Regions from separate parts of the Sus scrofa genome. Here regions 2, 3 and 4 are each linked to region 1. Evidence: chromatin contacts called from public HiChIP or PLAC-seq data. All regions are on one chromosome and are shown on one strand. Each heading gives the region's core, a stretch centred on a gene start, on an enhancer-like site or on the middle of the called end of the contact. The rest is flanking DNA. Distances are from core to core; before and after follow the strand shown.

What was found. HiChIP or PLAC-seq counts read pairs in DNA pulled down with a chosen protein or histone mark.
Region 2: an H3K27ac HiChIP or PLAC-seq map of alveolar macrophages shows a contact between it and region 1. The contact joins two enhancer-like sites. A contact is called at or near these places in 5 of 47 Hi-C or Micro-C datasets (embryonic fibroblasts, epiblast stem cells, fetal heart ventricle and 1 more) and 1 of 2 datasets of contacts at active chromatin or transcription factors (alveolar macrophages).
Region 3: a contact with region 1 is called in an H3K27ac HiChIP or PLAC-seq map of alveolar macrophages. The contact joins two enhancer-like sites. A contact is called at or near these places in 1 of 47 Hi-C or Micro-C datasets (liver) and 1 of 2 datasets of contacts at active chromatin or transcription factors (alveolar macrophages).
Region 4: a contact with region 1 is called in an H3K27ac HiChIP or PLAC-seq map of alveolar macrophages. The contact joins two enhancer-like sites. A contact is called at or near these places in 13 of 47 Hi-C or Micro-C datasets (alveolar macrophages, blood, embryonic fibroblasts and 8 more) and 1 of 2 datasets of contacts at active chromatin or transcription factors (alveolar macrophages).

What each region holds. Positions count from the first base shown.
Region 1 is chr13:126,553,626-126,556,753 of Sscrofa11.1, reverse strand. All of the region lies in intron 1 of TPRG1 (tumor protein p63-regulated gene 1 protein), which reads right to left. Among named protein-coding and RNA genes, the nearest start is that of TPRG1, 25 kb to the right of the region's middle. Within about 2 kb of position 1,718, at least 9 of the 83 cell types and tissues checked have an H3K27ac peak or open chromatin away from gene starts, as enhancers often do. A contact at or near this core is called in alveolar macrophages, where this site is marked.
Region 2 is chr13:126,782,133-126,785,260 of Sscrofa11.1, reverse strand. All of the region lies in intron 4 of TPRG1 (tumor protein p63-regulated gene 1 protein), which reads right to left. Among named protein-coding and RNA genes, the nearest start is that of TPRG1, 250 kb to the right of the region's middle. Within about 2 kb of position 1,495, at least 3 of the 83 cell types and tissues checked have an H3K27ac peak or open chromatin away from gene starts, as enhancers often do. A contact at or near this core is called in alveolar macrophages, where this site is marked.
Region 3 is chr13:126,409,238-126,412,365 of Sscrofa11.1, reverse strand. The region is part of intron 8 of LPP (lipoma-preferred partner); the gene reads right to left. Among named protein-coding and RNA genes, the nearest start is that of TPRG1, 120 kb to the left of the region's middle. Within about 2 kb of position 1,580, at least 11 of the 83 cell types and tissues checked have an H3K27ac peak or open chromatin away from gene starts, as enhancers often do. A contact at or near this core is called in alveolar macrophages, where this site is marked.
Region 4 is chr13:126,698,826-126,701,953 of Sscrofa11.1, reverse strand. All of the region lies in intron 2 of TPRG1 (tumor protein p63-regulated gene 1 protein), which reads right to left. Among named protein-coding and RNA genes, the nearest start is that of TPRG1, 170 kb to the right of the region's middle. Within about 2 kb of position 1,478, at least 16 of the 83 cell types and tissues checked have an H3K27ac peak or open chromatin away from gene starts, as enhancers often do. A contact at or near this core is called in alveolar macrophages, where this site is marked.

The DNA of each region.
Region 1 (3,128 bases), core at 469-2,968:
GAATAATACAAGAACAAACTTGAATACAGGCAAAATGAGCTTCAGCAACAACAGGGCAGCCTCTCAGGAATCTACTACTGCCTGGGGGCGAGAAAAGACGAATATAGAGTTAAAAAGAAAACAGCTCTGGGAGAGCATCGCTTGAGCCCCATTTCAGCTAATCTCTGAAAACTGGGTTTTTGTTTATATTAAAATCTTCAAAAAACGATTATAATAAGCTCCCTAATAATAACACGTATGAATTAATTAATTATTCATCACTCCTCTAGAACCAACTTCTACTCTTTCCCAAAGTCTTTCAAAAGATGCCTTTTTGGTGCTTGGGGTTCCGTGAGCAGGAGCAGGGTTTCTTCCCGGATTTCTTTCCCCGAGTCCCCAGGCTGTGGCCCCATTTCACCTCTGAGATTGCCAAGCCTGTCCCTACTACTTCTTGAGAGCCTACAATGTTTTCTCAGTTTTCATTCCTCCATCTGCCTTGGGTAGCCTGATTACAAAGAAAGGATCTTTAACAGATATATCAATTATGTAACATTTTTTATAACTGCTTTCTTGCCCTCCACTCACCTCTCCCTGGGCTCCCCAATGCAACCCTCTTCCAACTCAGAGAACATTTGACGCAAACTTGGCTCACAATGCATTTCGCAAACAAACCACAAAATAACATGATTGTAAAAATGTTAGCTGCAAAAGTAATAAATAAGGAAATAAATAAGTGCGTAACCACAGAGGCTTGTCTGGCTCCTCGGCCCTCTGACCACAGCAAGGCCTTCTGCTGCCTGTCCTTACTAGCGGGGAGGCCAGGAAACTGGAAGACACTCCTTCCTTGCCCAGGGGTCCCATAGTGGAAGTTTCAGAGGAATTGATTTTTTTTTTTTCCCCTCTCTCGTGTGAGGTATGGTTCTACGCCAAAGCTATCCAATGACAAAAAACATCACCAGAGAATGAGAAAGATGGGCTTCATACCACCCACCACCAGTCACGGCAACGCTGGATCCTTAACCCACTGACCAAGGCCAGGGATAGAACCCATAGCCTCATGGATACTAGTCAGGTTCATTAACCACTGAGCCACAAGGGGAACTCTTACCAATCCTGTCTGAGCACATGTTAGGGGTCAGGCTCTGGACCTCAGTACTTTCCCAAGATATCTCTTTAGTAATCCAGAGAAGTGGACAGGGTTAGTTCCATTATGCAGATGAGGAAACCAAAGCCCATCCAGAAACAAGTAGAGGTCAGACTATGACATTTCACAGATGATATAAAATCTCCCTAACAACTGGAGTGGGGGAAAGAGTTTAGGATAAATGTGTGTGATTTTTTTTTCCTCTGCTTTCAAGCCTGGCTGTTGATATATCTTCATTTACAAGGATTTTGAGATTAAAACAACAAAGTACAAACAGTGGGCTTGCCAAGTTTTTTACTAACTTTTACTTTGAAATCATGATGACCCAAAACTCCTCTTCACCAGAAAACTTCTGTGGCTTATGGATTCTGCCAAGAGTGTGACCAGGACAGTCCAATCAAAGATGAAATGGGAGGCTGAAAGCTGGGCCTGAGACTGAATCATAGAGTGCACAATTTTCAATCCAGAGCCCAGAATCCAGTATTTAGTAATACTGTATGCCCTAGGACAGGCCTTACATATCAGGAATAGAAAACAGAATCCCTGATGTTTAATATTCACAGAGAGAGCAGGCTGCCAGGCACTTGAGTCAGACCCTGTACAACACACAACCACAAGCTGTTCACCACGTGGCCAAATGAATAGTGACCCTCCCCAGTGCTGGGCAGTGCACATGACCTGCAAAGCCATTCAAAAGAGGCTTTCTTCAAGGTGACACTAATTAAAAAAAAAAAATCAAGAAAAGCATAACTTCAAGTAAGGTAATAATCAAATGAGTACGGCAGATGTAGATGCAAATGATGCTTAGAGGTAGGGCTGGTTATAAGCACAGTGTATGGGCTGAGAATGGGACTGCTGAATTTACTAATCTCACATCAATTAATGTCCTTGGTTTTCACAACAACTCAATGGATAAGAGTAATTATCCCCTTTTTCCAAATGGGAAAACAGAGTTTCAAGGAAGGAAAGTGATTTTTCTAAAATCTCCCACTCTTAGGTAGGAAGCCAAGCCCACTGCCGGGGTCCCCAGGCCCAGGCTTGGAGTCCCTCCCCTGCCCCTCAATGCCATATTGGAAATGCAGCCAACGAGGGGCTACCAGCCTCAGTGTGCCAGGCTCTGGAGGGGAGCTGCTGAAAGCCACAGGCCTGGGAAGAAGGAAAAACAGCCTTATGAATGAAGGAGACATAGAGATGATAAGAAGGACACTGGAAGATGGGGGTATAACATAAAATGACTCACAGCACTTGCATTTATTAAAAGTCAAGACACATTATTCCTTCTCTAGAAGGTAGCATTGCAAATGCTGAAGGTTTTTGGCTTTAATACAAATTTTATTGTGACTCACTTGGGATGGAACTCTTTCTAAAATCAATTATGTGTTTGTCTATATTCTACAAAGCAGCACAAAGAATATAAATTAGCCATGTTCGAAGGGACTATAGGCTATCACTTTCTTCATTGAACTCTAATGTATGATGACATTCTAGAAGACTCTCTCAATTTAAAGGACTGCTTGACTTTCCCACTCAATCCAGATTGCTGTGATTTTTTTTCCACTCTTGAGGGTTTGTGGGAAGGTTTTGTTTTGATGTTCTGTATCCTCTCTTATCAAGCCGTCCACCTTGTACTTCTCTCCATTTTCAGGAGCCTGCCTGTAGCAGCCCCTTCTCCTACTTTTAATTTGCTGGATTTGGTTTCTTAAGTACTTACAGGAAACTAAATTTATGCACAGTTTATATAAACTAAAATTAATCAAGCTCAGAGTGAAGGACTCTAGCCCATCAGCAAACGGTGAAAACACTGCTGCATTAAGCTTGAGGCTTTCTTGTGGCTGTGTCCATGTCCTCTGCTCTGATCTGCCAAGTTCACTTGTGTTTTTCAATAAGTGGCCTTCAAGACCACTTAAGCAAAACCTCTTTCAGAAAACATCCCATGAGTCCCAGACAGAAATTGCCTCTAAACTCCCAAACCACTGAATGTGCCTTTGAGGGATGGGGTGGTCAC
Region 2 (3,128 bases), core at 246-2,745, 230 kb before region 1:
ACTGCAATGAGGTAGACCTTTTAAAAAAAAAAACACATCCGGCCTTTTACCCGCCTCCCCCTGCCCCCCACACATACCAACTCTGGCTTCAAAAAGTTCAACTGTTTTCCATAGCCCTTATGAGAAATGAAAAAAATCTCACCTGGTCTAAAAAGCTCTGCAGGGTCAGGTCTGACCTATGTCTTCAACTTCATTTCAGGCCAGGCCTCTGCACGCCCTTCTCCTTGATCTTCTTTCAGTTTCTTGGACTTACGATGCCTGCTCCTACTGAAGGGACTTTGCACATGCTGTTCCCTTTGCTGACCATGTTCTTCCTGATCTACTGTACCTACTTAGCGCCTATAGTGCTGAGCTCAATTACTCCTTTCTGTGGCATTACACTTTTCCAGATCTCTGTGACCACTTCTCTTCTTTCTAATATAGACTTTAGAACAGCACATTTCTCCTTCACTGTACTTATCTCAGATGCAATTTTATAGTTACTTCTATGATTACCTAATTAATGTCAGTCTCCTACACTGTACACTTCACAGAGTCAGTTCTTTGCTTTGTGTCTCCAAGGCAATAGGTACCCAAAAAATGCTTCTGAAATGAATTAATGAAAAATTAATGAAGAATTAATCATCTCTGTGAAATGCAACCTACATGCTTTGCCTCATTCTGCTTGAAGAATCCTATACTCGGGTTTACACATTGAAATATGCCCCCATAAAATAGCACATTTTTAAAAAAATCAGTAACATTGGGATAATGTTCATGCCATAAAGTGAGACAAAGCAGAATACAAAATATTACCTTCAGTATAATTCCAATTTTGTAGCAACAACAAAGTACATAGATGAAAATGTTAATACTTATTTTTTCTGAGTGATGGGATTTCCAATGACTTTCACTTCTTCTCATGCTTTTTTTTTTTAGCCAGAGTTTAATTTTTATGATAAACATTCTAGTTTTATGAGAAAAGAGATATTTTGAAATAAAAAATCACTATCCTTCAAGTTCCCAGCTTAAATGCTACCTATTTAATGGCACCTTCCCCTCACGTCCCTCACCTTCAAGTAGATGTCATCTCTTGCCTTTAAATACACAAAAGCCTTTATCAGTGCTTCCATTGTGGTCTTAGTCACAATTTCCTGTACTTGTCCTTCTCTTTCTCCCACATTTGATGAGAGGCCCTCTGGGGGTAAAGACAGCACCTGAGTCCTATCTGGGTCCATTACTGTGCCCAGCACAGAGCCAAAGAGAGAGCAAGGTCTTAGCAAATCAACAGAGTACGGAATAAAAATATTAGAATAATAAGATTCATCTTCTCGGTTATGAGAGCCTGTCTTTCCTGGCAGACGATTTGCCACACCCTTCCACCACACATCCATTCATCCTCAGCTCTCCCTTCATCACCCTTTTGACAGGGAGGGAACCTAGACCTCCTCATGGAAACTGGGAACCTAGTTGCTCCAGGAGATTTGCAGTTTCCTGGGATTACAACAGTTTCGCCAGCAGAGGGCAACAGCGAACTAGCAATGACAGGCGGGACCCATCTGAGGAAGTTTCCAGGACCACCCCCTAACCCCCCAGTTACTCAAATCTTCCCAGATGCTTCCCAGTGGCCCTAGGCCTAACAATACTTTCAGTTGCTCTTTTCAGGCTGTGTCAAATCAATTTGTGGTTTGGAAATAATTTTTCTCCCCCAAATATTTTCTTCTATCATTCCCCCGGACACGTATGCACATGCATGCACACGTGTGTAGGCCGTACATGTGCGCATACCACTCAGTGAGATATCTTCCCTGATATTGAATAGAGTGGTTATACTTGATTTAAAAATCAATCTTCTTTCCTGTGACCCTCTAGCTTCCTAGCACAACCCAGCCCTTGAAAGAAGACGACAGTATATTGGCTAGCCAGGAATCAGCAACTCGGGAGGAAAACACTGAATCATTCATTCCACACATATTCCCTGAGCACCCACTGGGTTCCAGGCTCTAAAGAGAATCCAATTTGGGTTTGCTATTCAAACACAAACAGATGAAAAATGCATGGCACTGAAGCAAAGTAATTTCCCTCTCCCTGAGTTAAGTGAAGTCTTATAAAACCTTTAGCTAAATAACCCACATGCAACTCTTTCAATCATTTGGTTACTCTTTCCCTGGGCCTCTCCAAGTTGTTTAAAATAGGGGACCCTCCAAGTAAACACAGCATTCTAATAAAAACCCGATGTCCATAAACCTTCCCTGTTCCTGTCCCCTGAATTGACTTCCTGTGGTTCGTGTTTTTCCCCACTACTCCATGCAGCCAGTCATGTATCAGGCCCTGTGAGAGCTACCAGGAGTCCTGAGAAAAGCATTCAGCTCTTAAGGGATACATGGTTCTCTGAGATATGGGATGAAATCCCCCATGAAAGAGTCGATGTGGGGTAATAAGACTGGATAATGACAATACAAGTCCACAAGACCACAAACTCAGGTGACTGGATTCCCAACCCACCGTCCCCAGGGCTGAGGAAAAGAAGCCCCAGGCATCTATCCAATGCCCTTAAAGAAGACCCTCTTACCAGCTTTTCATTTCCTGCTATTTGGTGAAGGAAAAGCACAAGTCACAAAGAAAGGACAATTCTTTGGAACATACACACACACACACACACACATAAACACACACACACAAAAAGACTCTCAGGAATATGTATTCATTTCTTCACTATGCCTTTAGCATGTACCAATATAGTACTAAATGTCCCCATAAAATATGGGGAGGATAAACCTGGAAACATTCATTTTTGAATCCACAAAGACTATTTTTTTTCCTGAGTAAGGGAATTCCTACCCTGAAGTTTCATACTGCTCCAGCTGATTGCAGAAAATGCAAAGGTCAACTTTTCCCCTGGAAAAGAATGTCCATGAGAAGGCATCCATCATGCTTTATGAAATAGGAAGGAAGTCATCATGAGCAAAGCAAAGGAAACTCAGAGGAGCAGGAGCTCTAGCAGGAGGGGTAAGGAGAAGCCACATCACATGCTGGAATACCACGATTTCTTTGCAATGTGTGAATGTTTTCACATAGATGGTTATTATCCCCTACTTTACATGGGGAGGAACCAAGCCCCAGTCAAGTGACATGCTTCTAGTATGAAC
Region 3 (3,128 bases), core at 331-2,830, 140 kb after region 1:
ATAATTCCCCACGATGGAATCACAATTAAAAAATTTAATCACAATTAAAAAATCCAGGAGTTTCTGTTGTGGCACAGCAGAAACGAATCCAATTAGGAACCATGAGATTGCAGGCTCAATCCCTGGCTTCTCTCAGTGGGTTAAGAATCTGGCATTGTTGTGGCTGTGGTGTAGGCCGGCAGCAACAGCTCTGATTAGACCCCTAGCCTGGGGACCCCCATATGCGGCAGGTGCAAAAGACACACACACACACACACAGACGCACACACACACTGATGCCTAGGACCCACCTCCAGATATTCAGTCTGGGTTGCTGCCTGTGTATCAGAATTTTAAAAGCACCCAGGTAACTCTAATGTTTAGCTATAACTGAGAGCCAGTTTTTAAAGTGTGTTTCTTTTCAACCATTTGCTTCATTTATTTTAAATATACATGTTCAAAAAAGAATTTGACTTGAATTACATGTAAAAGTCAAATCCATTACGATTGCTGCAATTAAAATCTGAAAAAAAAATCAGAGACTACGAAGAAGAATGGAGGAGAGAACTGTACAGAAACCTAAAAAAAGATAGTTACTGTAGCACAGCATTAAATTTAGGTTTAAGCTTCCTGGTGGCCAGGACAAAGAAGGAATTTAATATAAAAATTATATTAAAGAAATCTAGAACTGAATTCTTAGAGAAGATTACCTTGCACATTTAAAGAATAACATAGTAGAAAACATCTTCAACAACACTTTCACAAAAAATACTAAGATAACTTTTCTTACACAAGTTTCTTAAACCGAGTTCTCATAAAAGCCAAAGGTAAAAATATAAGTAAATTATAAACTGTTAGATTTTAATTTTATGAAGCATTTCAGTGGCACACTGAGCTAAATGGTCCTGGCTTACTGTAGTTGACAATACAATTATATATAATAAAAAGGATTATTCAAAACATTGAAAATGAAAATGTGTATCCTTTTCATTGAGCTTCCATATATCTGAAACAGAGAAGACAATTTCTCAGTTTAGCACCTTCTAATACGTAAACTGACCAGATGAAGGAAATTTCAGTTGGGATATGCTAAGGAGTGGGGTATCTTGGGGAGATGAAAATACAAAAAAAGAACGAAGTAGGTTTTTTTGGGAAGAATATTCTACGTGAACTTTTGAGAACTGCTTTTCATCTTTTATCCCAATTAGTGCACCTAGATTCAGACAGCTGTAAACAAAAAGATACACACATACTTTTGTATTTTATCGACATTTTAGTGATAGATAACTTCCAACATATTTCGTAACTTCCACTATTTTAGTGATAAACATTTGACTCAAAAGAACTTGAAATTTTCAACTTGAGTCTCTTCTGATTTTTACTCTATTGCACACACACACACGCACACACAAATTTATAGGAGAGTAAAACATACCGGGGAGTAGAGTAGAGAAGTTTCACAAGGGAAAATTTTTGAACTTTAACACAGAAGCAATGATTTATTGCTAACAGTGTTTAATGTGAGGGCTTTAGAAATGTGCTTGCCACACTTCCTTGGGAGACTCTGCTAAAAACAAAACCAACCCTATTACATAACAGCGAAAATAACTCAAACCTTGTGGACTTTGCGTGTGTAGTTGAAGTCACAGACTCTATGTAACCTTTTGAAACCTTGACTCTGCTTCAAGCTTCAAGGGCATCAGGCTTCTTTTTCAGATAAGATGGCCAAAGATTATACATACATATATACAATTTAATCTCTGTAGGCTTTTAAATTGATGGCTGGCAGAGTTAATTGCTTAAAAGACAGGTTTGATCATGGGATTTCATGGCTCACAAACTTTCCTGTTGACCCCCAGAGGTGAGTACAGCATTCAGGACCCCCATGAGCCAGTCATAAATGATCCTTCTACCTTTGTTTTATACTTTTGTCTTTTTATATTCCTTCCTCACTGGCTGGATGCTCACCATCCACATGTTTAACTTTTCTGCCTCTAATCTCCCCTCAAGTTCTTCAATCTTTCTCCTCCTTTCCAACCAACATTATCTGTCAAAGAATCTACTCAGTCTTTAATACCCAGTTCCCACCTCCTCTACACAGTACTCCTAATCACCTAGTTAGCATAGGTCCCTTTCTCACCCCATTTTATATTTCTATTACAACCCTGTTCAAATTCAACTTTTATGCTTTTGTAAACAAATTAATATTTTTCCTTCCTATTACAAATTCCCAGAAGGTAGACCTTGCTGTGTGGGTCTTTGTAGCCTCTACAGCGAGGCATATTATAGATATTCAGTACATAGTTTTAAAAATGTTGTTGAAATCTTAAAACCAAAGTAATCAAATAAAGTCATACAGGAATAATAGAGACGGCAAAACTTTCATAAGTTATACCCATATAGAAATAACATATGTGTTGCAACTCTTTAGAGAAGAAAGAAAACAAATTCTTAAATTAGCTTCAACTGAATTCTCACGATAATTATCAGACAATTATCTTCATGGAAAATTATCTTTTCTTCCTACAACCTACAAAATAGATGCTGACCATACAAGGCTAGGAAAGAAGCTGGCATGTATTAAGTGTTTACAAGGAGTCAGGTCTTTCAAATATGTAATCCAGTAGTAATACTGCAAGGAAGAAACTTAACCCCTCCCACACTTTTTAAAATTTGAATTAACAGACCAAGAAATGTAAAAAATTTGCCCAAGGTCATGCTGCCAGAAAACAGTACAAACTCTAAACTGTAGAATTACAAAATCTACACAACTTCCACTCCACCAAGCTGCCTTTCATGTGTGTGTGTGTGTGTGTGTGTGTGTGTGTAAACACACATGAATTTCTCTTAAGATAAAAAAGTGAATAGTTCTTATTCTACCTTAAATTTTAGCTTTAGTGCAACATCTGTCCAACTGCCATGGAACTACAAAACCCTGGCATTTGCTTAGACATAAAGGAAGAAATAGCTCAAGAGAGAAAATAACAGTAGAAACTAGTGTAGCACTCAGAAGAACTTGAAAATTATTAAAACGAGGATGCCTATTTATATTTACAAATAGTTCTGTTAGATTACACACATTCTATATTATTATTCACAAAAAAGCATCAGTAGATGTACTAGAAAAACAGAAAGAGCACTGATTAGAA
Region 4 (3,128 bases), core at 229-2,728, 150 kb before region 1:
AAGCATGGGAAAGAAGTCAATTGGAAAAGGCTATATCCTATATGATTTCAACTATATGACATTTTGGAAAAGGCAAAACTTTAGAGAGAGTAGAAAAGTCAGTGGTTACCAAGGAGTGGGGAAGGGATACATAGGCAGAGCACAGAGTATTTTTAGGGCAGTGCAACTCTAATGCAAGCTATGGACTTTGGTTGATTATGATGTGTCAATGGAGGTTCATCAGTTGTAACAAAGGGCCACTCTGGTGAGGAAGCACTGATCATGGGGGAGGGTGTGCATGTATAGCTGTAGGGAGGATATGGAAAATCTCTCCTAATCTTCCTCTTAATTTTGCTGTGAACCTGAAACTGCTCCAAAAAAAATAGAATATTTTTTGGAGGTCTCGTGGTGGCACAGCAGAAACAAATCCAACTAGGAACCATGAGGTTCCCCTGGCCTCACTCAGTGGGTTAAGGATCCAGAGTTGCTGTGAGCTGTGGTGTAGGTCACAGACATGGCTCAGATCTGGCGTTGCTGTGACTGTGGTGTAGGTCGTCAGCTATAGCTCTGATTAGACCCCCTAGCCTGGGAACCTCCATATACCATGGGTGTGGCCCTAAAAAAAAAAGAAAAATAGAAATTTTTTTAAAATGAAAAATAGCAATTTTTGATTAAAAGATAGGAAAAGATCTGGAGCCTAATATATAAAGACCTATGTCAGGAGAGACAGGATAGAGTTACCTCTAAAACCAGAGCATGTGTGTCATGTTAGCTAAGGGACACTCCACAGGAGTAGGTATCAAACCAGGTTCTGCTGGGCCTTAGATATTGCCCCCAAAGCAGCTATATGTACCAAGGATGGGAGAGGTGGAGTGGGAGACAATTCTTCCACTTCCGTCTGAATATCCATGGTTTCACTTAGTTCACATAATGGATTTCCATAGGAGACTTCTGCTAACAAGAGGATCTGGATGCTTTGAAAGCATATATACAGACGCTTGTTGTCTGTATTGCTTTACCACCAAAATCTGACTCCATCTTTTTCCTTCTAACTAAACTTGAGCGGACTCACTGCCTTGCTCAGACATTCAAGGTCCTTCACGGTCTGGCCTCAACCTTCTTCCAGCTTTTACCTATAGCTGCTTTCCCATGTTCCTTTCTTACCAACCAGACTACCTCACAACTTACTCTTTACATTCCTAAAACGGTACTTTTCAAGTTATAATTACTTGCTAACATGTCAAGTTCTTCCATTAGACTGGGAGCTCTTCAAGGGCAAGGACCATGTTTTGTTCATTGCCTCTTTGTTAACGAACAGGAGGAAAAAGCCTGGCCCCTTCTCAGTTGTTTCTTGCAAGAACTCTCAAAAATGCAGTGACCAGAAGTTCCCACCAGATGGCAGTGTGTGGACATTTTTCCCCTTACCAATCAGAAGGGAGAGGAAGGGTTTACAGCAAATTGCTTTTCATTTCCGTCCTTGTGAGACTGACAAACAAATCTCCTCAGACATCAGGACTTGTAACTGGGCAGGTGAATTCACATCGCTGAATCAGAATCTCAGGTGGCCCTTGTATTCCCTAGATACCTCTTCTCTCTAAAAATATTCCTTCTGCAAGCTGAAAAAGGATTATACTGTTCTGTGTTCTAGGACGGAGGAACTTGGAGTTGAGTCTGATTGTCACAGGCACAAGGTGACCATGTTTTCAGCAGTGAGGAAAAATGGTCACCAACACCCACTGATTGCTGCCATCTGTTGAGGTTCCTTCACCTCCTGCCCACCCCCATCTGCAAGACCCAGGCTGCAAGCAAAAGTCAGCCAAACATGCCAGCTAACTTGTGAAAATGGCATCTTCTCTGCATTCTTGTTTCTTTTCCCATTTGAGACCACGGAGCTGGTTGGCTCAGGAGAGCTGCAGGTGCTCTAATCACAGAGCCCCTCGCCTCTTTACATGGGGACCCTGTGCTCTGCTCTGAGCTTCTCAGAAGCAAAGGGTTCCCAAATGGAAGACATTCCCAGTCCAAATGAAAAACAAGGAGAAACATACCCAAAGGAGCTCCCAACTAAAAATGCTCAGGGGAAAAAAGGACCTCACTTTCTCACTTCCATCTGTTTCTGTGTATCTCTACCCTCACCACAGTCTAAGAAGCCACAAACTTCCCTTCTTGCTCCTTTGAAATCTGCTGTGTTGCCTTGACAAACTAGATGCTCTAGTTTCTCTAAACGTTACTTATTCCTAGGGATTTCTCCATCCTCCACTGCTAGAGCAGAGGTTATAAGGGGATATGAGTCAATAACATTCTGGAGAGTTCAACCTATTTTAACAAAACCATCTTCCAAGTCCCTGTAGATGGGCCTCACTGGGCTGACTCTGCCCCACCCTGGGCAACAGGCTTCATTTAATGATACCAGGATGGTTAGCACCCAAGTTCTAGTGTCAGCAGACCTGGGTCAGATTCTAACTCTGGGTCAAATTCTGACTCTAATTGTGTGATCTTGTGGGAATTTCTTAGCCTCTCCAAATCTCAGCTTCCTCAGCAATAGAATGGGGAAAATATCTACACGTCACAGAGGGAGGTTGTGCCAATTAAATAAGGCAGGTAAAGAGTTTAGCATGGTGCCAGTTCAAAGGGTACTAAATAAATGCTAAGAATCACTGCTAGCATCAGCAGAAATACTCTGCAGAAGACACGGCTCCCTAGAAGTAATTCTTAGTGTTACACTCAGCACAGCTTCAGAAACATTTAAAGAATCCAAAAGCTCTTCACAAATCATGTCGGGACCCATCCCTTAAGTGAGATCCATATTGCTCTCACATACTTATTCTTTCTTTCAGTAGGACTTAGCTGAGTATATAAGCTGTGGCAAGCTCAGGCAAGGCCATGAAGACACCAGGATATATGAGACATGGTTTCTGTCCTCAAGGAGCTCACAGTGCACTGAGAAGCCCACCCCTAAGCAATTATAATATAGTGGGATCCGTGCTGTTATCTGGGTGTACGCAAAATACAGCAGACACAGAGGGAAGGACCCAGAGAACTGACCCACCTTGCAAGACACTGCTAGTCCTTTATGCTCTAAGCCTTGACTTCCTGGATGTGTCTGCTTCCCAAAATAACTGTCTCCCTGACAATATATTATGATAACTTAT